Linked DNA regions of Sus scrofa: region 2 is linked to region 1. The links are chromatin contacts, called in public Hi-C maps. All regions are on one chromosome and are shown on one strand. The core of a region is the stretch at or near the end of the contact, and the rest is flanking DNA. Distances in the headings are between cores, read along the strand shown. Region 1 holds the start of MPC2 (mitochondrial pyruvate carrier 2). Region 2 holds the start of MPZL1 (myelin protein zero-like protein 1).

Region 1 (6,907 bases), core at 1,561-4,060:
TAAACAATCAAAATATTTAAATACTGAAGTCTCCAAAAAAGAAATATATTTACTTTTTAAAACTCTTGGACTTGGACTTTTTAAAAAGAAGACCTTATAAATGTACTTCGAAATATCATTTTTTTAAACATCTCATTAATTCAGCCACTATCAATATGGATTTTTCTGTTTCCTGGATGGTAAGCCAAAATTAGCACTGTGAGTGTGGAAGAGTTGGATAAATGCAAGGTGTAAAGATGGTCTCCTAAGGCCAAGAAATTACAAGCTATTTTCAAATACTTAAAAAACCACTTTTAAGGAAGCTGCTCCAAGAATGTGCTAATTATAATGTATATATTACTAACACATTTAAAATATTATATAACATGGAATTCTCTGTATGAATATACATATATTTGAAAATCTGTAATTTAGACTTTCAACAATAAACAGTGGAATCTTACTCAATTCCCCCTCCACCCAAGACACAAACGCCACTCTCATTAGGGAGCTAAAAGAGGAAGAGAAAAAGAAAACATATAGTTTTATTATATTTTGACTCTATCACAGATACAGCTGAACTGAACCAGACGAAGCATTAATATATAAACCTGCATATAAGTACTACTTATTTAAATGCTCCAACTAATTGAGATAAAGGATCAAATGTAAATTCATTCATGCAGGACAGTGTTAAAGTTCTTTCTCTGCAAGTAAATATTAAAAGAAATACTGCACATCTTTTTAGGTTAATGATTTTAAAAGCACTCTTTACCGATATTTAATTTTAAAATGATTAATCACCACTCCAGGTACTTATCCTAGAACAAATGCACAAAAAGCTTGTACCAGGATATTCCCACTGTAGTGCTGTTGGGGTGATGGGGGGGGCTGAGTCTACCATGACACCTTCATACTGTTAAATATTATGCAATAGTTTAAAAAGCTGAATAGATCTATTTTTACTGACATGGAAAGAATTCCAACATGTACACATGTGCTTGTTAATTCAAAGGAAAAGGTCTGGAAGACTATTCAGGAAACAACACTGTTACTTCTCTAAGGGGGTGTGTGTGTGTGAAATTGGAATGGGAGGAATAATAAGGATTTTTGCTTCATTCTTACTAAGTTTTTACAAGGAGAACATATTCATGTCACTTGAGACACCAAAAAACAAGAGCAAGGGAAAAAAATGCTTGCTAACTTTTCTCAAATAATTCACAAACCAGAACTGTTAGGCGTAATGAGATGTCATTTTCTTTTGATTCTAAGGCAAAACCAAATAACATCAAAAAATACCTAGCAAAAAGCGACAGAATTGGAAAAAAATTAATGCTGTCATTTTCAAATTCAAAGAAAAATTAAAAGAGTAATGAAAAGATTTGCAGAGGAAGAAATAAAATAAATTACTAAATCCGTCCACTTTTAGCTCAGGCGTGACCCAGAATCCTCACAAATCCACTTTCCCCAAAACGAAAAAAAAGTGTAATACTGTTCCCTCAAGTATCAAGGTTGTTTTTAGAAAGCTTAACTAAGAAACAGTAAATGCCAAGTGTGTTTCACAGGGGGGGAATGGGAACGTGAAATCCTACACCTCCTTAAAGCGGTCAAAACGACTGAACACCAGAGTCCAACTGGGAATGCGCGCGGGGGTGGGGAGAGCTCAGCTATCACTTTTAGGTTTGGCTCGGAGCCGCAGGACAGTTTACATAGAGTCTGTTTGGAGCGTAAAGTCCCCGAGGGTGGTCAACGCATCACTGGCGACACCTAAGCCCTCCCGAGACTGTAGGGGAGCGGCGGTCAACACAAACTTAGGTCCTTCGGCGGAGCGAGGACAGCGCTGGAGAAGAGCTAAAGCGCCAACTTTTGCTCTAAACGCTGCAGCACCGGGAGGTTCGACAAGTCTTCTCCCGAGTCCCACTCCAGAAGCCACCCTAACACCAACCTTAGCCACTACTGTCTGCCCCCGGTCCGACCCCCCGAGGAAAACCCAGCAAGGGCGGCGGCTGGCAGCATGCAAAGGGGAGGCTTGGCCGTGGGAGGACACGGGCGCAGAATCCGACGGCCGAGGTCCACCCAGCATCCCTGAGTCTCCGGGGGACCCCTACCAGGCGCTATCCCACCTCCAACAGCCCCCGCGGCGCGGCCCCCTCCCCCACCTCTGGGCGGCGACCTCAGCGCCTCCGCCCCGGGGCCCCTGCTCACCCAGGTAGCGGCTCCGCAGCCGGGAGGGGTCCTCCAGCCCGAGAGACCTTTTCCTCACGTCCCACAACAGGTGTGGGCAGGAACCACCCCGAGACATGGCTCTGCCGGGCCGGGGGAGGAGGGGAGACCACCGCGTGGGGGAGGGGAGGAAGGGGAGGGGACACGCGGCTCAACACCCCAGCCGCACCGGCACCATCCGCGCGCCGAGCCTCGCGGGCGCAGCGAGTTAGATGGCGGCGGCAGGATCGACCCGCGCGCCTTCGCCCCCGAAGCCTGGCCGCACCCGGGCCAGAGCTCGCCTCATACTCTCCCTCTCAGACTACCCAGAACATCCAGAGATCAGCAACAGTCCCCTCCCTCGGCCCCCCTCCAACAGGAGGAGACCGAGGAGGCGGAAGCGGCCTCGACTCCTCCCTCTCCTCGTTCTCTACACCCTCCCTTCCAAGCCTTCTCGCGAGATAACGACCACCTTGGGGACTGAGGCAGGTGTGCGCCAACGCTGCCCTTACCCTAGAAAAATGGGTTCAGACCACTCTAGCCAAATCCTTTATGCTTTTTGGATAAATGAGGACTAGAGGGAGAAGGAGTTGAAATCAGAAGTTTTTCGCTCACGAGTCTCATTCCAAAGGAAGCAAGAGAATTGTGCGGCGTCATCTTTAGTCGGGGCACGGGAAGGCCCGAAAAGCCCATTTTAACTAGGGGCCTCCTTAACCAAAGTGAAAGGGGATCAGAAGCGGTGCAGCTTCACTTTCCCTTCTCCAACATGGCCTCCAGGGCAGCAAGGAGAAATTGGAGGTTTGCTCTGGACCCCGCCCGCGCCTCGGGGCTGGCCAATCACCGCGGACAGTTCTAGTTGCGCAAGCGCACTACAGGTAGGACGCGAGGTTGATTCGGTGAGGCAATCCTTTTGCCACCTGTTTCCATGACCCCTCCTCCTCTTAGGCGGTGGGAGGCCAGTAGGCGGGCTGGGGGCGGGCCATCGCAGTGTCTCCGCCCCGTCCACCTTCTCTGGGTGCGGGCCCGCGGGTAGTTGGAAAGAGGTCAGGCAGAGCTACGGGAAGGGCACCCGGAGGAAGAGGAGGGCGAGAGGCGTTGAGGCAGGGGAGAGTGACGAGGTGCCCTTCATTGTCAGCCAGGGACGAGCACGCGGCCACTCTCCCCTCACTCCGACTGCCCACGATCACTCGTCCGCAGAAATGTCAGCCGCCGGCGCCCGGGGCCTGCGAGCCACCTACCACCGGGTTCTCGATAAAGTGGAGCTCCTACTGCCTGAAAAATTGAGGCCGTTGTACAACCACCCAGCAGGTAATGAACCCAGAGTGGCTCTCACCGAGTCCTTCCCTCCCCGTCCCTCTAAGAGACGTTTAGAGGCCCGCTGACAACTCTGCCGCTGGAGGCGTCACCCACAGCCCCATCCCCTTCCCTTTAAGTGAAACCGTGTACTCTTTCTTGCATTTCACGTTTTCTTTTCCAGCATCTTTCATCAACTCCTAGTTTTCAAGCAAGCGCCCTTTGCGACCTTGGTTGCACCTCATCCCTTAGGCACCATTCACACCCGGACCAGGCCTCTGGGTTTCATCCTTCTCCGTTTCTGCGGCCAGGAAAGGGTCTTGGGCCATTAGGAAACCTCATTTCCTCTTTTCCTCCAAGAGTAGTGGTATATTGACCCACGCGGAGAAGAGCTGTCGTACCGCACCGGCGGATTTAGAGTAAAGGTCGTACTTCCTCAAACTCCAGCTGACAGGCCTGCAGATGTGTTACCCGGGTTTCTGAGTCAGTGTCATTCCTTGTCCCATAGGCCTAGTTTTTTTAAAGTTAACCTTATTTATTAAATTACTACTAAACCAGCTCTCCCTAGACCTTTTTGTGCGGACGGACCTGGATTTAATTCTGCTCAGCTTGCTTACTATAGGTGTGACCTTGGGCGAAATCTTTTATCTTAACTTCTGTAAAATCTGATCGATGTGAGAGTTAAAGATAGCATATGTGTCTGTTTCTTTATAAATTCTCCATAAATACTAGCCCCCTCTTTAACCTATTGGAAAACAATGTTCTTGTGGTTGAAAAAAAATAATTCTATAAGAAACTGGAAGATTCCTAATTCCTCCAACTCAATTTAAGGTCCAGAATTCTGTTACATTGTCTATAAAATGGTTAGTAATAATACTTACTTGGCTGGGAACTAAAACCAGATATATTCTGAATTCACTTTTGAGCCTCAGACTTAGCAAAGGAGAAAATGTATTATAAATGGAAAGACTGAGTACAACTCCAAAGCGGCCCATTTTTCCTACTATCTAAATCTATCTCTGCAGTTGGTGTCATTAGGAAAGCTGTCTAAGTCATATATCTGACTGAAGCAGCTTTTGGAAGTCTGAGATGGTTACTAAATCTGATTTCCAGTTTGATAATGGAATGAATTGTATCTTGGAATTTTACTTTAGTATAATGTAATTTATTGCAGTATTGTATGCTTTATAAAATTGGTTTTTAAGGAGAGGTTTTTGTTGATAAAGAATTTCAGTTTGTTTATCTTTTGATTTTTTTTTTTTTTTAACACTCAATTTTTTGGAATTGTGCTGTTTCGTGGCAGAGATTTTCGGATGGAGAGTTGAGCAACACTTCTGTAATAATCTGGGTTTTAGACTCAACAGAATTCTATGGAGTCCACCCTGACCATTGTTAAGCTTTGTGTTTGGGCTGTAGGATAAAGACAGAGGAGTTTTAAACTACTTTAAAACTGAATTGGAGGGTAGTTCTGTAGTGATCTTTTCCAAGGCCTTGGTTTTAACCACTTAAAATCATTGTTTATAATACTTTATTCAACTTTCAAAATAAAAGTTATTGTAAACCTTTTTTCAGTGTAGTGGAAGGAGCATGGGCTTTGAAGCCACCTTGACCTGGGTTTGAATCTTGGCTCTGTGACCCTGACCTTAAATCCCCCAATCCTTAATTCTAATCTATAAAATGGAGATAATAATCATCACCATTTAAGGATTGTTGTGAAAATCAAGTGATGGTATTGTCTGTAAAACATGTAGCAGTGTTTGCACTTCAACACTCAATAAATGTTAGTATTTGTGCCCTCTTAAGCTTTTCACCAGTATACAGAGTAAGTATATGTATCAGTGCAAAATGATTTGATTAAAAAGTTGTAGGCACACCAATGTAGAAATGAAGAAACATGAAAAATATAACTTGAGATTAATATTGAATAAAATCTGAGGAAAAATGAGTTATCAGACTGAATATTCAAGGTTTTTATGTACTATTTTGCATAATAGTATGTTTCTGGATCATCATTTTATTTCTTTTTTTTTTTTTTCCGGGCTTTTTAGGGCCTCATCTGTGGCATATGGAGGTTCCCAGGCTAGGGGTCTAACTGGAGCTACAGCTGCCGGCCTACTCCAGAGCCACAGCAAGCCAGGTCCAAGCTCCGTCTGTGACCTACACCACAGCTCACCTACACCACAGCTCATGGCAACACCAAATCCTTAACCCACTGAGCGAGGCCAGGGATCAAACCTGCAACCTCATGGTTCCTAGTTGGATTCCTTTCCGCTGCGCCACGACGGGAACTCCGACAGTCACTTTCTTACCATGGTTCAACTTTTTTTCAACTTTATGATGGTTCAAAAGAAATACGAATTTAGTAGAAACAGTACTTTGGATTTTGAATTTTGATCTTTTCCCAGGCTAGTAATATGTGGTATGATGCTCTCATGGTGCTGGGCATCAGCAAGGAACCACAATTCCCAGTCAACCATGTGATTAGGAGGGTAACAACCATTCTACACCCATATCGCATATTGTTTTTCACTTTCAGTACAGTATTTAATAAATTACATGGCATATTCACGAGAAACAGTTTATTATAAAGTAGACTTTGTGTTAGATGATTTTGACCAACTGTTAGCTAATGCTAGTGTCCTGAGCATGTTGAAGGTAGGCTAGCTTAAGTGTGATATTTCAGTAAGTTATTAAATAAATTTTAAGCTTATGGTATTTTCAACCTTCAATGGCTTTGTCAGGATGTAATCCCATCATAAATCAAGGAAAAATCTGTACACAACTGAATTCATGGATTATACACACACAAACTATATATATATGGAATATATGCTCAAATTTTTTTTACGATGGGGCAATGTGTTCAAAAATAAGTTAGGAGACCACAACTCTAAAGAGTCTAAAAATTATCCTAGAAGGTGATCACAGAGGTACTGATGCCCAGTTATAAGATAAGTAAGTTTGGGAGAATGTAATGTACAACCAACATGGTGACTATGGTTAACAATGCTGTATCACGTATTTGAAAGCTGCTAAGAGAGTAGGTATTAAAAGTTCTCATGACAACAAAAAAAGTGTAACAAAGTGAGGTGTTAGATGTTAACTAAGCATAATAATAATTTTGCAATATATATGTATATCATCAAATCATTATGTTGTATACCGTAAATTAATACTGTATTATGTTTCAATTATATCTCAAAACTGGGTGGGAGGATAAAGTAAGAGTCAAATAAATAATAAAAATGAATTAAAACTCTCCTTCAATTAAGTTGGCCCAGAAAACAGGAACTTGAACCGTAAAATTGTTGTTTACTATAGCTTTGCTTCTATTGAATTAAATTTTAGCTCTGTTGTTTACTATAGCTTTGCCTCTATTGAATTAAATTTTAGTTAAGTGGAAGAACTTTTAAAAGAAACTTGCTGCAGTGCT
Region 2 (6,907 bases), core at 2,547-5,046, 240 kb after region 1:
AGACAAATGATTTCTGTCCTGGATTCTAGTGGAGGGAAAAAAAGAGAAAAACCACCAAATAGTGAGAAATGACAATAAAGACATAAATAGAGAGCCAAGAAATGATAACAGGGGACCCCTGTGGATAATGTGGCTGGAAACTGTCTCTCTGAGGAAGTGACATTACACTAAGGCCTCATTGATGAAAAGGAAACAGCTCTGGTTGAGTTCCAGATGTATTTTGGAGATGGGAGAATGGACTGGATGTGGGGATTGAAGGGCAGGGAGGAATCAAGGATGGACCCTAGGTTTCTGGGTTGAGCAATTACATGGATGGTGGCACCACTGACTGAAATGGGTGCTGCAAATTGCTGAGACTTAAACTTCATATATTATGTGTTCATTCCTGCCTAAGGGTTACCAAAGACATTCCAATTGCCAAATTCAGTGACGTATTCACTCTTTTATCTGACACTGTTGACCATTGCTTCTTTCTTAAAAACTTCATTCTCTCTTGGCTTCCAGGACACCACACTCTTCTGGTTCTTTTCAAATTCAATGAGCCTCCTTCTCAGGTTCCGTATACTGGAGGACTCTGTCCTTGGTCTTCTGCTTTTCCTTCAATACACTCACTTGGTGACCTCATCCAAGCAATCCACTGCTTTAACTGCTATCCACATAAAGCCTCCCAAATCTCTAGCTCCTACCAGAACTTTCTCCTCACCTTTAGAACCATCCACCCAACTGTTTTCTACCCACTCCTATGGAGATGCCTCAGTAGTATCTTAAACTCAACATATCCAAAAGGAACTCCATCATCCTCTTCTATGAACACTCCTATTTCCTCATCCCATATTTTTCATCATCGAAAAGCCCCACTTTCCAAAAATATGCCTGGCTACCCAAGCCCCAAACTGTAGCCCCAACTCCTCTCTTTCAAGTCCACATCAAATTGATTTCCAGGTCTTATCAAATTTACTTTCTACTGAGCTCTTGGTTATGTCCTCTCTTCATATCCCACACCTTTAATTCAGGTCTTCATCCTCTGGATTATTATAACACTCTGGTTTCTTAAGCCTTATACCATTCTAACCTACCCTTCACATCTCAATAGACAGAGAAATCCTTCACAGGCTCCCACAGCCCTCAGGATCAAATCTGGCCCCAAGAATGGCAAACAAGGAGTTCCTGTCGTAGCTCAGTGGTAATGAACCCAAATAGTATCCATGAGGATATGGGTTTGACCCCTGGCCTCGCTCAGCAGGTTAAGGATCCAGCGCTGTGTGGCTGTGGTGTAGGCTGTTACAGCTTCAACTGGACCCCTAGCCTAGGAACTTCCATATGCCATGGGTACAGCCCTAAAAAGACCAAAAAAAAAAAAAAAAAAAAGCAAAATCTTGTGAGTTAGTGCCTCTGACTGGCTTTCCTGCCTCAACCCCTACCATCTCTCCTATACTCTCCAACCTCCCATCACAATGACCTACTAACAGGTTCATGCATGACTCTGCATATCCTGTTTCCTCCCCCAATGCCTACTTGGCTTAGGCATCCCTTTTTCTAGCAGCCTAAACTGAGATGATGACTCCCCTTAGTACTTTCACAGCAAACCATTAAGGAAAGACTTCAATTGCTCATCTCATTGGTTCTCCCACATGTGTAAATTATGTGAGGCCAGGGACTGTCCTTAATAGAATACCTCTGGTGCTTAATACTTAAAAACTGCTTAATGTTTGCTAAATAACTGTATCTGGGTCAAACTCAAGAAGACAGTCTATAAAACACGAACTGTTATGTACAGTATCCAGAACAAGAAAAGATAACCTGGCAAGAAGAAACATTCAATAGTTTTCTAAAATTAACCAATAACATTAGCTGCAGACTTTCACATATTAGCATTCATCTTTCATTACTGAAAGGCTAAGTATGTCCAAGGTGTGTGCAGATGTTATTCCAACAATCTCTCTCTCTCTTTTTTTTTGGCTGCAGCGTACACACCACAGCAATGCTGGATCCTTAACCCACTCACTGATTGAGGCCAGGGATCAAACCTGAATACTCTTGGATGCTAGTCAGATTCGTTTCCACTGAGCCTCAATGGGAAATCCCTTTTATTTAAACAAAACAAACAAAAAAAACAAACCTCAGAAGAGACATTTATACATAATGAATTTTGTCTTATATGTACAAAGTACATCTTCACCTATCAATCTCCACAGGGTGGGGGACTTTTACAATTAGACTTTATAGTTCATGGAACCATTCATTAAATGTTATTTTTCCTGGCATTTCCTACCTGGTGCAGTGGATTAAGAATCAGCTGCAGCTGCCCTGGTGTCTAGAGGCACAGGTACCATCCCCCCGCAGGTGCAGTAGGTTAAAGGATCCAGCATTGCCCCAGATGCAACCTCAGCTGCAGCTGGGATTCAGTCCCTGCCCCGGGAACTTCCATATGCTGTGGGTGCAGCCATTAAAAAAAAAAAAAAAAAAGATATTTTCCAAAGATTACATTAAGGACTTTTCCATGAAACTAATTACTGAGTATACTCATGTTCAGATACTGTGAGGCAACTGACATTTTGCAAAACAAAAGAAATGAACAAGTCTCCATGGGTTCTTAGGAGTTGGCCCTCTTTATAACCATTACTTAACCACATTCTCAGACAGCAACAAGTACTCTGCTTTGAACAACACACACACAAACGCCTATGGGGGACTGCGGATATCCCTAAAAGAACTCATCCAATTCAATCAGTCCAGTCTCAGGTTTACCTTATGCCTCACTCACGAAATCTAGCAAGGAAAAAAAGGATTTTTTTTTTGGATAAAAGAAAAATGTGCCTTTTAATGTCCTATGTCTTGTCAAAAAATGGTGACGATGTCTCGAATGATTATGGATTTGCCCGAACTCTTAAACCAGGTCATTCCAGTGGTATTTCCAACTCTGCATTCTCACCCAAAAGTAATGTAAATTTCTTCTTGGTGCTCTGCAGACCCCAGAGATAAGCCAAATTAAGCTCCGGGACTCTTCTATCTCAGAGGCTTAAAAATGGGTACTTTACGAGGTTAAAAAAAAAAAAAAATTGCTTAAAACAGAGGAACAAACAACAAAGGCCCTACAAATGAAAAACCTGCAACCTTCCGCCACCTCCCAAAGGTGGAGAACGCCAGAAGCCCGGGTTCCTGAACCGGAATTCCAGGCGGGCCCAGGCGACCCAAAGTCACCATGCGGAGAAGGTGGGCGAATCAGCGAGGGTGCGATGCAGCCGCCCGTCGGGCCTGCTCTCCAGACAGATTCCCCCAGGAGTGAGCAAGGTAGGGAGTTTTTCCCCCTTCCTCCTCACGCAGGGACCGAGGAAGAAGAAAGAAGCTCCGCGCCTCCTCTGCCCGTAGCGGGGCCCGCGGTCCCCGCCCGCCGGCTCGGTTCCCCCAGCCCCAGAGCGCGTAGGCCGCGCCCCCTCCCCACCTCAGCGCCCCTCAAGCTCAGGGCCCGCCACCCTGCCCCAAGCCCCCGCCGCCACCGCAACACTCACGGAGTCCGAGCGCCGCCACCAGCACCGACCACAGCCAGCGCCCGCGGTCTGGGGCTGCAATCAGTGCCCTGGCCCCGGCGGGCGCTGCCATCGTCCTCTCGCTGCAGCCGCAGCCGCCGCACCCCCGGGCCCCGGTCCCCACTGTGGTTAGCTCTGCTCGGGGCTGAAGGAGCCTGACTCGCCGCCACCCGCGTCCGCTGGCACCTCCACGCCGCGCTCCCCGCTCGCGGCCCCAGGCGCAGCCAGCCAGCCCTCCGCCGCGGCCTCGGCTCCAGCTGCCTGCTCATTGGCCTGCCCCGCGCCCTTTGAAGGACGGGATTGGAAGGCACTTACTGTCCATCACCCCTCCCCCAGGTGTAGCCCCGCCCCCCTCAGTCCCACCCTGGCTCCTTATCCAGGCGCTGGAGGTCCTCGGCTGTCCGAGGGAACCGCCGCCAAGCCCTTTGCCTGCCTGCGTGGCTGCCGCCTGCCTTTCTCCTCTGCCTCTCTAAGGGTCCAACCCCCCAGATCTCATTATCTGTCCTCGCCTGTTTCAGCTCTTCTCCGTTTCTCTGAGCCTCACCTAAAGAAGCAGTTCATTTACTAAATTAAAAAAAGAAAAAGAAAAAGAAAAGAAGGATTAGGGTACAATGGGGAGAGACTTCTGATTCAGACTTCCAGATAGAACTCGTTTCCCCGCTTGCCCTGCTTCCCGAGGCGTGTCCTTTGCCTGGACCAGATAATTTATGTGTTGCAATTTGAAAAATCTACTAGCTTAAAAAGAAGTCTCCATCTTGTCTGACTCCCTTCTTAGGAGGCCCTCCTTTTGGTTTAAGAAGGGTCAGGAACTGAGAACACTTTCCTGCAACCTAGAGCACAAATGAATGGGGGGTTTGTTTGTTTTGCTTTTATCAACAAAATGTCCCTTAATTTATCAATAAAAAATTGGTTAGTTCTCCACCCTGACTCGGAAGTGCCTTGCCTGAGCCGGCTCCACTTGGTTATCTTGGCCCAGGACAATGTCTGCAACTTATTGGTTGCCCAGTAAATAAAGTGTTTGGAAGGGTCCTTCTGAGAGTAGCCCATGAAAGAGAGAAATGAGACAAGAGCACAAGAAAGATGATGGTGAAGGAAGAAAAGGAAAAACCCAGATAGGAGGCCAATAGTGTGAGTGAGGAAAACAAGTACTAGGCAGTTAGGAGAGAGTGGGGGAAGAGCGTGGTGAGAGGACCTAAATGCAGCCTCTCATTTCAGGATTTTGTCTAAAGTCAATCTTAGTAACACCTCTCCTGATTTGTTGCTGTTTTAGCCTGCTAGCCTTGCAGTACCACAAACTCATAATAATTACTTTAGCACTAGTGAGAGAAAACTGAAAACTACAAAGAGAGAGAGGGACCATTTCAATCTATTTCTCACTCAGCATGACCTTATGAAGTGTTTCTGGAATGCCATAGGTTGGAAAGAATACTAATATACAAGTGCATTAAGGAAGTTCCCATCGTGGCTCAGCAGAAATGAATCTGATTAGCATCCACGAGGACTCAGGTTTGATCCCTGGCCTCACTTAGTAGGTTAAGGATTCTGCGTTGCAGTGAGCAGTGGTATAGGTTGCAGACATGGCTTGGATCTCATGTGGCTGTGGCTGTGGCTGTGGTGTAAGCCTGCAGCTGTAGCTCCGATTTGACCCCTAGCCTGGGAACCTCCATATGAGGCCCTCAAAGGACAAAAAGAAAAAAAAAAGTGCATTAAGTGAGCAACTACTATGTGCTGTAGATGTACAATACCTAGACTTTACTCTGAAGAAGCACAGTCTACTAGTCAGTGTAGCAAGCAAGTACGTAATGAGATTTTTTTTCATGCTCTATGAGATCAAATAAAGGAGAGACCTAAGGCCAGCAGGGACAATGAGGTTCTCAAAAACACATGTAATGTGAAAAGCTTCTCCACTGACTGTGATGTATCTCAACACACATATTCTCTCTTCTGAGAACCACTGGCCCATGAGGTGTCTGGAAAAGATGCACAGAGGATGTAGCATTTGAGGTGGATTTTAATGGGTGAATAAAGTTTCACCAGAGGGAAACAGGAAAAGTCAACTCAGACACAAGAAAGAAGTACTAGGTGTAAAGGAATAGTGGATTAAGCTTGTGTGATTTGGGACTTCAGGGGTTTTAGGGTAGGAGAGAACACTGGAAAAGCAGGCTGTGGTTATATTTTAAAGAGCCTTGGATTGTCTTTATTCTGTAGGCAGTGTGTAGTGATGACAGGGAGGTGACAAATTCAGACCCATGTATTAAAAGGGTGACCCCTGCAACAGACAAGGCAAGAGTGAGGAGAGTACAAAATAAGTTATTGATAGTGATGATGGAGCGGACTATTGGAAAAACCATTCAGAATGACAAGACTGGGTATAAATTGGATGGGAAGTTTAAGCAAAGACAGATGTGACCTCCACTTTCTAGCCAGAGTGGAGAATGATGCTGGCAGTTAACCAAGACTAAAAACCCAGAAAGAGAACCTGGTCTGGGAGGAAAGCTAATAAGCAGGGCCCTGAACACAGCTTCAGGTGCTGAGAAGACCCAGATGGTCAATCAGAAGGCAGTTGGATACCTAGGCCTGGAGCCCAGGGAAGAAGAGAAGGGCTAATGTGAAGTTGAAGGCCTGCCATGGTGGCAAAGTGTTACCACACTAAACAATATCAGACCATTATTAATAAAATATTTGTTGAATGAACACATGAATGGTTTATTAAGTTAATCTAGATAAGTTACAAAGGAAAAAAAATGCCACTTTGCTTTAGCATAGTCCTTACATTGTGGTTTCTTTCTTTTTTTTTTTTTTTTTTTTTTGCCTTTTTGCCTTTTCTAGGCCTGCACCCGTGGCATATGGAGGTTCCCAGGCTAGGGGTCTAATTGGAGCTGGAGCTGCCGGCTGACACCACAGCCACAGCAACGCCAGATCCAAGCCGTGTCTGTGACCTACACCATAGCTCACGGCAACGCCAGATCCTTAATCCACTGAGTGAGGCCGGGGATCAAACCCACAACCTCATGGTTCCTAGTCGGATTCATTAACCACTGAGTCACAACAGGATCTCCACATTGTAGTTTCTGATCCTTCTGTAGAGATAGAAAATGGAAAACAAACAAACAAAAAACCCTCTGGATTTCAGCCACTACTGTGAGCCTGAGGGTCTTACTCAACAAACCTCCTCTTCTTCAGATACCTCCCTGGAAGCTATTTCTAGCTCACTCAGTCCAGACAATACAACCAGAATCAAATGAATCACAATCAGGTGGGAAGGTCCGTTTTGATGGGCTGCTGCCTTGGAAAGGAATGGTCTCCTTAGGGAGAATTTTCCCCACAGAGTCAATAAGAAGGAAAATCACGTGCAGAGTCCTCTCTGATAATGATTATCC

The links. Hi-C and Micro-C count contacts between places; a contact is called where the count stands out from the background.
Region 2: a Hi-C map of embryonic fibroblasts shows a contact between it and region 1, with 1.9 times the contacts expected there. The contact joins the promoter of MPZL1 here to the promoter of MPC2 in region 1. A contact is called at or near these places in 5 of 47 Hi-C or Micro-C datasets (embryonic fibroblasts, fibroblasts, heart right ventricle and 2 more) and 1 of 2 datasets of contacts at active chromatin or transcription factors (alveolar macrophages).

What each region holds. Positions count from the first base shown.
Region 1 is chr4:83,067,104-83,074,010 of Sscrofa11.1, forward strand. It overlaps MPC2 (mitochondrial pyruvate carrier 2), which reads left to right and starts at 2,811. Exons shown (of 6, transcript XM_003355070.4): 1 at 2,811-3,056; 2 at 3,379-3,489. The coding sequence starts at 3,381. It overlaps DCAF6 (DDB1- and CUL4-associated factor 6), which reads right to left and starts at 2,615. Exons shown (of 19, transcript XM_021089469.1): 1 at 2,185-2,615. The coding sequence starts at 2,281. It overlaps MIR9810 (microRNA 9810), which reads left to right and starts at 3,260; the gene lies at 3,260-3,354.
Region 2 is chr4:83,305,824-83,312,730 of Sscrofa11.1, forward strand. MPZL1 (myelin protein zero-like protein 1) reads right to left here and starts at 3,797. Exons shown (of 6, transcript XR_002343361.1): 1 at 3,510-3,797.